Regions from separate parts of the Cricetulus griseus genome. Here region 2 is linked to region 1. The links are chromatin contacts, called in public Hi-C maps. All regions are on one chromosome and are shown on one strand. Each heading gives the region's core, a stretch centred on a gene start, on an enhancer-like site or on the middle of the called end of the contact. The rest is flanking DNA. Distances are from core to core; before and after follow the strand shown. Region 1 holds the start of Arpp19 (cAMP-regulated phosphoprotein 19). Region 2 holds the start of Gnb5 (guanine nucleotide-binding protein subunit beta-5).

The links. Hi-C and Micro-C count contacts between places; a contact is called where the count stands out from the background.
Region 2: a contact with region 1 is called in a Hi-C map of the CHO-K1 cell line, with 5 times the contacts expected there. The contact joins the promoter of Gnb5 here to the promoter of Arpp19 in region 1. A contact is called at or near these places in 2 of 8 Hi-C or Micro-C datasets (both in the CHO-K1 cell line).

Annotation. Positions count from the first base shown.
Region 1 is chr4:186,287,553-186,292,378 of CriGri-PICRH-1.0, forward strand. It overlaps Arpp19 (cAMP-regulated phosphoprotein 19), which reads left to right and starts at 1,972. Exons shown (of 4, transcript XM_027411151.1): 1 at 1,972-2,075; 2 at 2,263-2,317. The coding sequence starts at 1,987.
Region 2 is chr4:186,571,274-186,576,304 of CriGri-PICRH-1.0, forward strand. Gnb5 (guanine nucleotide-binding protein subunit beta-5) reads left to right here and starts at 1,934. Exons shown (of 11, transcript XM_027411145.2): 1 at 1,934-2,170. The coding sequence starts at 2,059.

The DNA.
Region 1 (4,826 bases), core at 722-3,221:
AGTCTTCTGCCTGTACACCACTAGAGGGCACCAGATCTCATTCAAAGTGTTTGTGAGCCACCATGTGGTTTCAGGAATTGAACTCAGGACCTCTGGAAGAACAGTCAATACTCTTAACCGCTGAGCCATCTCTCCAGCCCCCCCCCCCCAATCTTAATCCAAAATTTACTCAGGTTTACAAGTGTGTGTGTGTGTGTGTGTGTGTGTGCATGTGAACTGTATTTGATTAATAAAAAACAGTAGTTAGATGCGTTCATTAGCCTGACTAATACATTTTCCCATTCGATCTATAGCTCTACTCAAATGAAGAGCCCTGAGAGAGGCTTGAGCAAGAGGTTTGCTGTGAGTTCCAAGCCAGCTTGGGCTACAGTGAGACCCTATCTCAAACAAACATAGCCAGGTGCAGCACATGTAGGCAGGCAGATTTCTAGGACAACTAGGAATACATAGACGACTGTCTCACAAAAAATTGGAATGGGGAGCAAATGTCAGTAGGTTACTTTGTCAGTATTAACAAATACAGAGTTGTTTTCATTGTTCTTTTTGCAGTTTTGGTTTTGGAGATGCCTTCATGTCGTGTAGACTGGATTTGAACTCACACATAGCTGAGATTGGCCTTGAAACTGATGATGTTCATCCTCTCTCCACTTGCCAAGTTCTGGGATCCTAGCTGTGCACCACACACAGATGATTTGTGAGCAAACTGAACTATTCTCCAGGGATACCTTTGTCCAAGAGTTAGCTCTTAAGCCCTTTTATCTTAAACAGGAACTTGGTTAAGTGGCCAACCTTTCCTTCCTTCTCCAACAGGAACTTGCTATTAGGACTCCTTTTGTTTTTCAAATTTAAGTCTCACTTAAGTCTTCCCTTCTGAGATTTCATACCTTGTTGAGGCTTTGAATTTCTATGGCTTTTGTTGCTGTTGTTGTCATCTTATTTTCTTTTATTTTTGAGACAGAGCCTCACGTAGCTCAGGCTAGTCTCAAGTTCAAGCTGAGGATGACTTTGAACTCCTTGACCCTTCTGCCTCTACCTCCCTGGCTAGGACTACAGACATACACAATCACGATGGTTGTATGTGGAGTCAAACCCATTCCAGGCAAATGACTCCCCTACTCCTGAGCTACTCTCTCTCTCTCTCTCTCTCTCTCTTCTCTCTCTCTCTCTCTTGTGTGTGTGTGTGTGTGTGTGTGTGTGTGTGTGTGTGTGTGTGTGTGTGATTCTCGTGCTGGAAAGATTGAATGCAGAAATTTGCACATGCTAAGCAAACCCTCTACCACTGAGGAGCTGCCCAGGGTGGCCTTTTATTTACTCTATAGTCTAGGCAGGCATGGATTTGCCATCCTTCTGCCTCAACTTCCCAGATATCTGGGATTACGGTCCTATGCCACAGGGCCCAGCTTTGGTTTTGACAGCTTCCAAATCCCATATCCAATTATTAGGATCTTTTGATTGGTCCCTTGCCCTCTAGGTCCGCATTCATTACCTTCCAATTCCTACTAGCTGAACGTATATGGCGAGTACATATGAAGCCACAGGATTTGTCACTTCAGGAAAGTCTTATGGAGCTCAGTGTCTTGAGCTGACAGCCGTGAAAGGACAAGGAATGAAAGCTGAATTCATTCATCATTTTATCTATTACACAGGAAATACTAAGGTCTGAGAGGGTCTCAGAGTGAAATATCGGCCTCTTCCCTAATGTGGTTAATATGAAGAGGAAAGGTGACATTACCAAAGTAATCACAATTCCTGTGTAATGATGCTGTGCTCGTTATGGGGCTCTCCAGAGCAGTGATTGCCTTGAACAAGTTGATCTAAGAAGAAAAGATTGTGCTGAGACAAGGTGGAGGAACTGAAGAAATAATGGTGTATGGGATTAAGCTGAATCTTAATTACTTACTGCAGAGCGCAGTGCAAGCAGACCGGTAAACGTGAGGACAGAGTAGTCTCAGACAAACTACAATTCCCAGGAAGCACTGTGCGACCATGGACGGAAGTGAGGTGAGGCGCGAGCCGCAACCTTTGAGGGAAAAAGGAAGTGCTTGGGCGTCGCAGGGCCGGAGGCGCGGGGATAGGTAGGTAAGGGCGAGGCGCGGGAGTCTGGCGGGCCTGGGCTGCGGGAGCTACGGCGGGCGGGAGCCCGGGGCTCGTGTCGTCATAAGGCGGCAGCCGCCAGCCCGGCGAGCAGCGGGGCGAGCAGAAGGCAGCGGGCGGCCTTGCCACCCGGTAATCAGTCTTCTCCCGGCGTCGTCTCTTCTGCAGAAGGAGCACCATGTCCGCGGAAGTTCCCGAGGCAGCGTCGGCGGAGGAGCAAAAGGTGAGCGTGCGGGATGGCCCGGTGGACCTGCGGGAGCCTGATATGGCGGGAGCCGTGGCTGCGGGCCTGCGGGAGCGCGGCCTGAGGGAGGCCGGCCTGAAGGAGCCCTCCGCTGGCGGCTGCCTGGCGACACCACACGAGGCAGTCGGCTCCTCCCGCAACCAGGGCCCCGGCGGCTTGGACACCTAACGTTTCTTTCTCCCTGGTGCCTCGGCGTGTCACCTAAGTGTGTGAGAGAGCCAGGACTCGGGCCCCTGCTAGGAACCCAAGTTTTATAGTGAGCTTTCATTTGCTTAGGACCTTGTATCCGTCCCCCCCCCCCCCCCCCCCCGGAAGCGCTCCGACCACTTGTAAGCTTGAAGGTAACTCCTACAGCGGTGTCCCCATTCAGGAGGAGCGATGCAGATCTAGGTTAGGATTGTGAGCCGTTTGACCCCATGATCCGTTCCTAAACCCTTTGGGCTTCGGTTTTGTCGTCGGTATAAAGTCCCAGTAATAGTGCCCACTTCCCACGACTGCTGGGAGGCCCAAACGAGATAACGTAAATCCAGCACAACTTTGTGTTCAAAAAATGCTAGCCAGTGGGGTTTGCATGTGGTACTTGACTAAAATTAGAGAATTGGAGCGTTACAAATTTTCACTAGTTTAATCAGATATTTCTCGAAACATGGAGATATTTTTGTCAGCTCATTTGTATTTCTCTGATGAAGGAAAATGAGCTAGCAATAGGTCTAGGAATACGAGGCCTGTGTGTTTTTTCTGGGCTATTGCCTGCCCATTCCATCGTGATTAGTTATTCTGATGCCTTGCCTTCCTGGGTACATGGAGTCAATTAGCTAAGTAAGGAGAAGAGTCCTTGGTCTCGTTTCTTACATTGTTTGTGGAGAGTTCTCAACAATTTTTTTTAAAAATTCAAACTGTCCTTTTAATCCCAGCACTCAGGCAAAAAAGGAGGCAGATGTCTGTGAGTTCTGGGCCAGCTGGAGCTACATAATGAGACCCTTTCTCAAATTAATTAATTGAAAATTAATACCAAACTGCTTTACTGTAAATGAGATTTGGTCTAATGTGTAAACTTTCTTAGGACTTGTACTTAATGTTGCCCTGTAGATTAGTCTCTGTGCCCATTTCATATGTTCTTAGTTATATTAACTTTTCCTCTGTTATTTCTTCCATTGTAATAGTTTGGTTCTGATAGTACTTGTAAGTTGACTGCTAAAAAGAAGGAAAACAAAGATAATAAAAACACCACATTACTGGCCCTATGATACTTTGCAAAAGGAAAGATTTCTTCCTCCCTTTCTTCCTTTTTCTTTCTGCAATAGGGCTTCTGGGACAGCCTAGGCAAGGGTTTTGCCACTAGGGTCCCCTTCTGTTTTCATGAAGATAGCAAGTGAGAGAAAGAGATTATGTGTGTACTCAGCAAGCACTTTACTGACTGACTATCCACCCAGCCCCTATTTTGTCTTTTTTGGGACAAGGGCTGGTGTAGCTCAGAGGATGGCCCTGAAACTATTGACCTGTTACCATGCTGGCCCTAGCCTTCTTGTTTTCAGTGTTGATGTTGATTACACTAAGTTGCCCAGGCAGGCTTTGAATTTAGTGATCCTCTAGGCTCAGACACCGAATAGCTCAGGTTACAAGCCTCTGTCCTGAGGCCCAGCTGAGCAATGAATTTTTGAAGCCAAAAAAAATGCATACAGTTTAAGGATTACAGTCTTAGCAGTAATCTTAAATATTACCTGTTCATATTGTAAACTTTGACATGTTCATAATTGCTTAGGATTTAGGAACTCAAAGCCCACATCTGTCTTGTCTTAGATACACTGAGATGAATCTCCGTTTTAACTTGCTAGATAATGGTGTGGTAGGTAATTTTTTTTTTTTTTTTAATTTATTGAATGTTGGGGGCTATTTGTGGAGAGGTCAGAGAACAGCCTGCAAGAGTCGTTTTTCTCATTCTACCATGAGAGTTCCAGGACTGAACTTGGGTTGTCAGGATTAGTGGCTAGAGGCCCTACCCATGGAGCCTTATTGCTGGTCCTTTTTTAATTATTTTTCAGGCAGGGGCTCACTCTAGCCCTGGTTGCCTTTGGCTTGAAATGTTCCTCTGGTCTTAAGCCTCCCAAATTCAAGGATTACAGTCCAGCTGCCACTACACCCAGCTAAAATAATTTGGGATGACAAGATTTGTTCATTTATTGCCAAAGTTTGAAGTGTTGACTTCTAGAGTATAAAATACTTTTGATTAAAATAGCCTAGTACGATAGAAAGATGGCTCAGCAGCGAAGGGTACTGACTGTTCTCCCAAAAGACCTGAGTTCAAATCATAGCACCCACATGGCAGCTAACAACTGTCTGTAACTCCAAGATCTGACACCTTCACCAGACATACCTGCAGGCGAAACACCAATGCACATAAAATAAAAAGTAAATAAAATTTTTAAAAAATAGCCTAATACACTACCTGATATCAAGGATAACTTTAATGTTTTCTCTTTATGATTTT
Region 2 (5,031 bases), core at 684-3,183, 280 kb after region 1:
GCGTGGAGGTGTAGACCGAGGCAGCTGAGGATGAGGCTTGGGTCCCCAGAAGCGTTCTCTGTCTTTCCCACACCCCGATCATGTTTTTTTGTTTTTTGTTTGTTTGTTTGTTTGTTTGTTTTCCTGTCCTTCAGCCTCATCTCGGGCAAGATGTGTGATCAGACCTTCCTGGTTAATGTGTTCGGCTCCTGTGACAAATGCTTCAAACAAAGAGCCCTCAGGCCCGTGTTCAAGAAATCTCAGCAGCTCAGCTACTGTTCCACCTGTGCAGAGATTGTGAGTTCCTTTGTTCTATTTTGTTCTCTCAAGTTTCCTTCCTTAAAATAATGTCTAATGCAAGCCTGTGATAAACGAGTTACCATAGAGTGGGTTTGTAGGATGTGCCCCCAGGCTCCTGGAAGCCCAGTGTGACTCTGGTGTCTGCCTGAGGTCCGGGACTACTTGCTCTCCTAGGCAGTGTGGGCACCAGTTGTCACCCATCTCCACAGGCCTATTTTCCCACCTGGGAAATAGGAATGCTAACAGTTTTGTACCCCAGGGTTCTGTAAGTGTCATGTGAGGTCATAGCAAGGCGTCATAACACACTCCTAACAAGTCGTTATTCCTGGGGCTGATGGTTTTCACTTCTGTCTCCTCCCAGTCTGCCTAGAAGCCAGAAAGCTAGAAGAAATTCTGGTAGATAAACAGTCCTGGGTGACCTGTCCAGGCTCCCTGTCTTAGCTGTTTAGACAGCCTGGCTGATCTTGCCCAGCTAAGCAGAGAGCAAAACTAAACTCCAGTGCTCCTGAGCCCAAGCCTGCTGGGCCTGGTAGGAACTGAACAGAAATCCTGACTTCTTTTTTTCAAAGTACATTGCATCTTATCCTTGCCAAAGGTGGCTATTATCAGGCTTCAGATCACCACCAAAAATGTCCTCAGCCCTGGAAATCAGTCCCTGCCTGTCTCAGAAGAGTCACCAGGCTGAGCTCAAAGCTGTGGCTCACAAGGGCCCCCATCTGGTAACAGGTGGTAATGCACCATCTCCTGATCCGACAGGAGTGCTGCGCCCTTGAGGTACACTGACGTACATGTAGACAAAACACTCATCTACATAAAATAAAATAAATCTTTAAATTTTTAATTTAAAAAGGTGTGTTTATTTTATGTATACTAGAGGTTTGCCTGCACGTATGTCTGTGCACCATGGGGCATGCCTGATGTCAGTAAAACCAGAATAGGGCATTGGCTTCCCGGAACTGGCATTACAGAGGGTTGTGAGCCACCATGTGGGTGTTGGGAATCGAACCTGGGTCCTTTGGAGGATCATCAAGTGTTCTTCACCAGTGAGCCCTTGCTCGCTATACATCTACACTTTATATGAATACACTTACACTTATGTAGCATGTTTTATACATCCATTTAATAAGCTAGCATTAACTGAACTATTTATTTTATTTACTTTGGTTTTTCGAGCAACTTCGGTGAGCATCAAAAGAGTCACCAGGGAACCTAAGCCCAGGGAAGTGTAGGTGGAGAGGAGCCACTGTAGTCTGTTACTCTGTCACCATAAGCAAGACTTCATTCCAGAGGAAAGGACGCCTCCGACTCCAGCAGGGTGTGCCACCGACCCCTACTTTTGCTGCCCCATCCCAGGACCCCGGCAGCCAGAACTCATTTTTAAAAGAATGTTTCTGGCTAGAGGGTTGTGGGACAGGTTTCTGACGCATCCTGCCTCAAGTCCCCAGGGATGCAGAGGGCTGGGTTGTGTCGACTTCTCTAGGCTCCCCTGGAGCGAAGAAAGAGGAGTTGGGACCACAGCTTGTTCTGTGAGCCTCAGTTCCCCCAAGCCTCCACCCCTTATCCCATCCAGGGCATAGCCCCGCCTGGTTCTCAGGGAGAGCGCGGAGGGCGGAGCCGGGGAAGTCTGCCACCGCCGCGGTCGCGTCACCGCCAAGGGGGCGGACCCGGGGAGGCGTCCGGGGTCACGGAGGCTGCTGCTGATCCCGCCCTCTCGGCCACCCCGGCGTCGGCTCTCAATCTCCCGCTTTGCGTTTGTCTCCCGGCTGCATCCCGACGAAGATGGCAACCGATGGGCTGCACGAGAACGAGACGCTGGCGTCGCTGAAGAGCGAGGCCGAGAGCCTCAAGGGCAAACTGGAGGAGGAGCGGGCAAAGCTGCATGACGTGGAGCGTGAGTGCGAGCCGGGGGTGGCGGGGAAGCTCTCGTGGGCCCGACCCTCCGAGGGGCTGGAGGACCCGCGTGGGACCGGTTCCACCGCCCGGGGTGGGAGGATGCTGAGCCCCTCCCAGGGGGCGGGTGGAGAGGCGCAGCCAGCAGGTGTGCCGGGGCGGGACCGCTTTACTGCTCCCCGTTGGGACTCTGCCCCCCGTTAGATCCTTTCTCCCCGCGGATATGAGGCTCCCTTTCCCGTGTCTCCACTGTCCGTGGGGGCAGGGAGCTTGATGGCGGAGGGAAGCGGAGACGCCTCCTGCATCCACGCGTTCAGCTTGCGGCAGGCCCTTTAGAAGCCTTTGATGGATGCCGCGGTTGACATAAAAGGGCCAGCGCGGTGTAAATAAACTTGCCGGCGTGCCCGCTTCCATCCCGGTTCAGAACAGGGGTGGTCAGAGAGGGGTGGTCCTCCGCAGAGCTCAGAGTGGAGACCCCGCTTGGGCAGTGGTCTTACCCGCTCACCCTCCCTTGCAGAGCAAGGCTTGTTAGCCAGCAACCCCCCACCCCGCAAACACACACACTTATGTGTGGTGTCCCCGCCTTCCTAATTGGTCACAGCCTTAATTTAAGTTCCATTTGGAGAAGGGAACTGGGGTTCAGTAAGGGGCCTTTAGCATTTATTTTCCCTGAAACTTGCTGGAAGTACAGAACCCCTGTTATGCCTTCCCAGGGACCTTCTCTTGTTAGAAGGGCAGCCCGCTTCTGTGAGATTTCGAAATGTGTCCAGATGTAATTAGTTAAATTGTGAGTTGTTTTTCTGGTAACAAGATCAGGTCTGGTGCAACTGCTTGGTGCTTTGAAGAGCCCAGGCCTTTCCACACCATCAGCCATTGGCATTTACCCAGTGACTCCAAGATGACTGCCATTGCTCCAAACTTTGCCTCTGTATCCAAAGCAGGAAGAAGGGAGAATGTGAACCCCGGGCTCTTTTCCTTCTTAGGGAGAAAGCAAAATTTTTCCCAGAATTCCTCTCTTCCTAAGATTTCTATTTGTACTTTATTAGCCAGAACTAGGCCATGTGGCCTCTGCCAGGGAGTCTGGATAAAGGGGGCCCATGCTAAGCACATTGCCACCCCAAAGTTGAGAAGTAGGGAGTGGAGACATGGGGTCAGTCTCTCCTTCCCCTTTTCAGAGCCTTGTAGGCTGAAGGTGGTGATGTTGTCTCAAGCTTGGTTTAGTGCCTCAGACTTCTCTGTTTGACAGCTGAGGAAATGGAGACGTTCCTTGGCCCTGTGGCTTGTGCATTCATTTTGAAGTGCTACACAGGTGGCCCTTGTGACATGAGCCCCTCACTCTAGAAACCCCACCCACCCACCCACGGGGGGGGGGTGATCTTGTCTTGCATCCTCTTACTTAGAGTCCTACTCTGACCATAGTCTCTCCCGGATCCTTGGGAACCCTGGCTTTCCCCTGGAGCCCTCAGCCCTGACCTGTCTTCTATCCCTTCCCTAGCATCAGCACAGATACTTTGATTAACTTCCAAAAGTCTTGCCAAGGGACCATGACTCTATCTGGTCCTCCTGCCTCCTCCTCAGCCCTGGATGGACCAACAGCCTTCCTTTCTCCTGCTGCTGGACTCATGAGGCTGCTGAAGAGGAGGCACCAGGAGGCCTCTGTGGCCAATGGCTAAGTCACCCTGTAGTATCTTCAGACAGCTCTCTGCCCTGGCAGTTGTCAGCCACTTAGCATTCTGTGATGGCCTCTGTCCTTTTACTTCCTCCCCCAGAGAAAATGGAAGGTAGAAAGCTGGGCCCTGAGTTTATAGATCCAACCCCCCTTGCACACCTGACTGACTCTTCCTGTCTAGGAGTTAACTTCTTCCCACCCCTAGTCTTTAGTTTTTCCTCTATCTCTGCCCCCTGCTTCTCTGTCAACAGTCTCTCTCTCTCTCTCTCTCTCTCTCTCTCTCTCTCTCTCTCTCTCTCTCTCACACACACACACACACACACACATACACACACACATACCTCTCTTTTTCTCACACAGTTTGCCAGCCCCTGGTGTGTCAGGCTCTGTGTGCAGCGAACAAATCAAGAATGTTCCCTCAGAAGGCTTTGGTCCAAAGCTGGGAGTCAGGCATTCAATAGGTAAAATAAGTTCTAGGCTATATATGTTCTCTAGATAGAAAGGAGGGGGTAAGGAAGAGAGAAATGAGCTATGGGGGAACTCAAAAAACTCGCAGAGACTGTGACCCAGGGTGGCTCCTGGGAAGGATGTTTGAATGCAGATTCCTTACTTGTATAAAAAAAGGATAGACTGCCACAGTGAAGAGAGTTTGAAACAAAAATCAATGCAAAGCTGTTAAGTGTGTGTGTGTGTTTGGGGGGGGGTTGGTATAGTGAGCCAAAGCTGAGGCAGGGGAGTATGCTCGCTGTACTGGGGGGAAGCTGAGGCCCTGTCTGGAGAGGCATACACAGTGGCGGGGTAGGAGGTGGAGTTACAGTGGGGGGCTGTTGAGGCCTGGTGGGACACAGTGAGGTCTTGGTTGCTCTTGCTCTCTCTGTCTCTCTGTCTTTCTGTCTCTCTCTCTCTCTCTCTCTCTCTGTCTCTCTCTCTCTGTCTCTCTCTGTCTCTCTCTCTCTCTCTCTCTGTGTGTGTGTGTGTGTGTGTGTGTGTGTGTGTGTGTGTGTGTCTTGTGTCTGTGTGTATAGGTCAGCCTCAGGTTTCCTTGTTCAGAATGCTGTCGGCCTTGCTTTTTAAACAATCTCTTACTTTTACCTGGATCTCGACAAGTAGTCCAGGCTGGTCAGTGATTTCTAGAGATCCTCCTGCCTCTGTCTCCCCAGCATTGGGATTACAAGCAGAAGCCACTGCGCCAA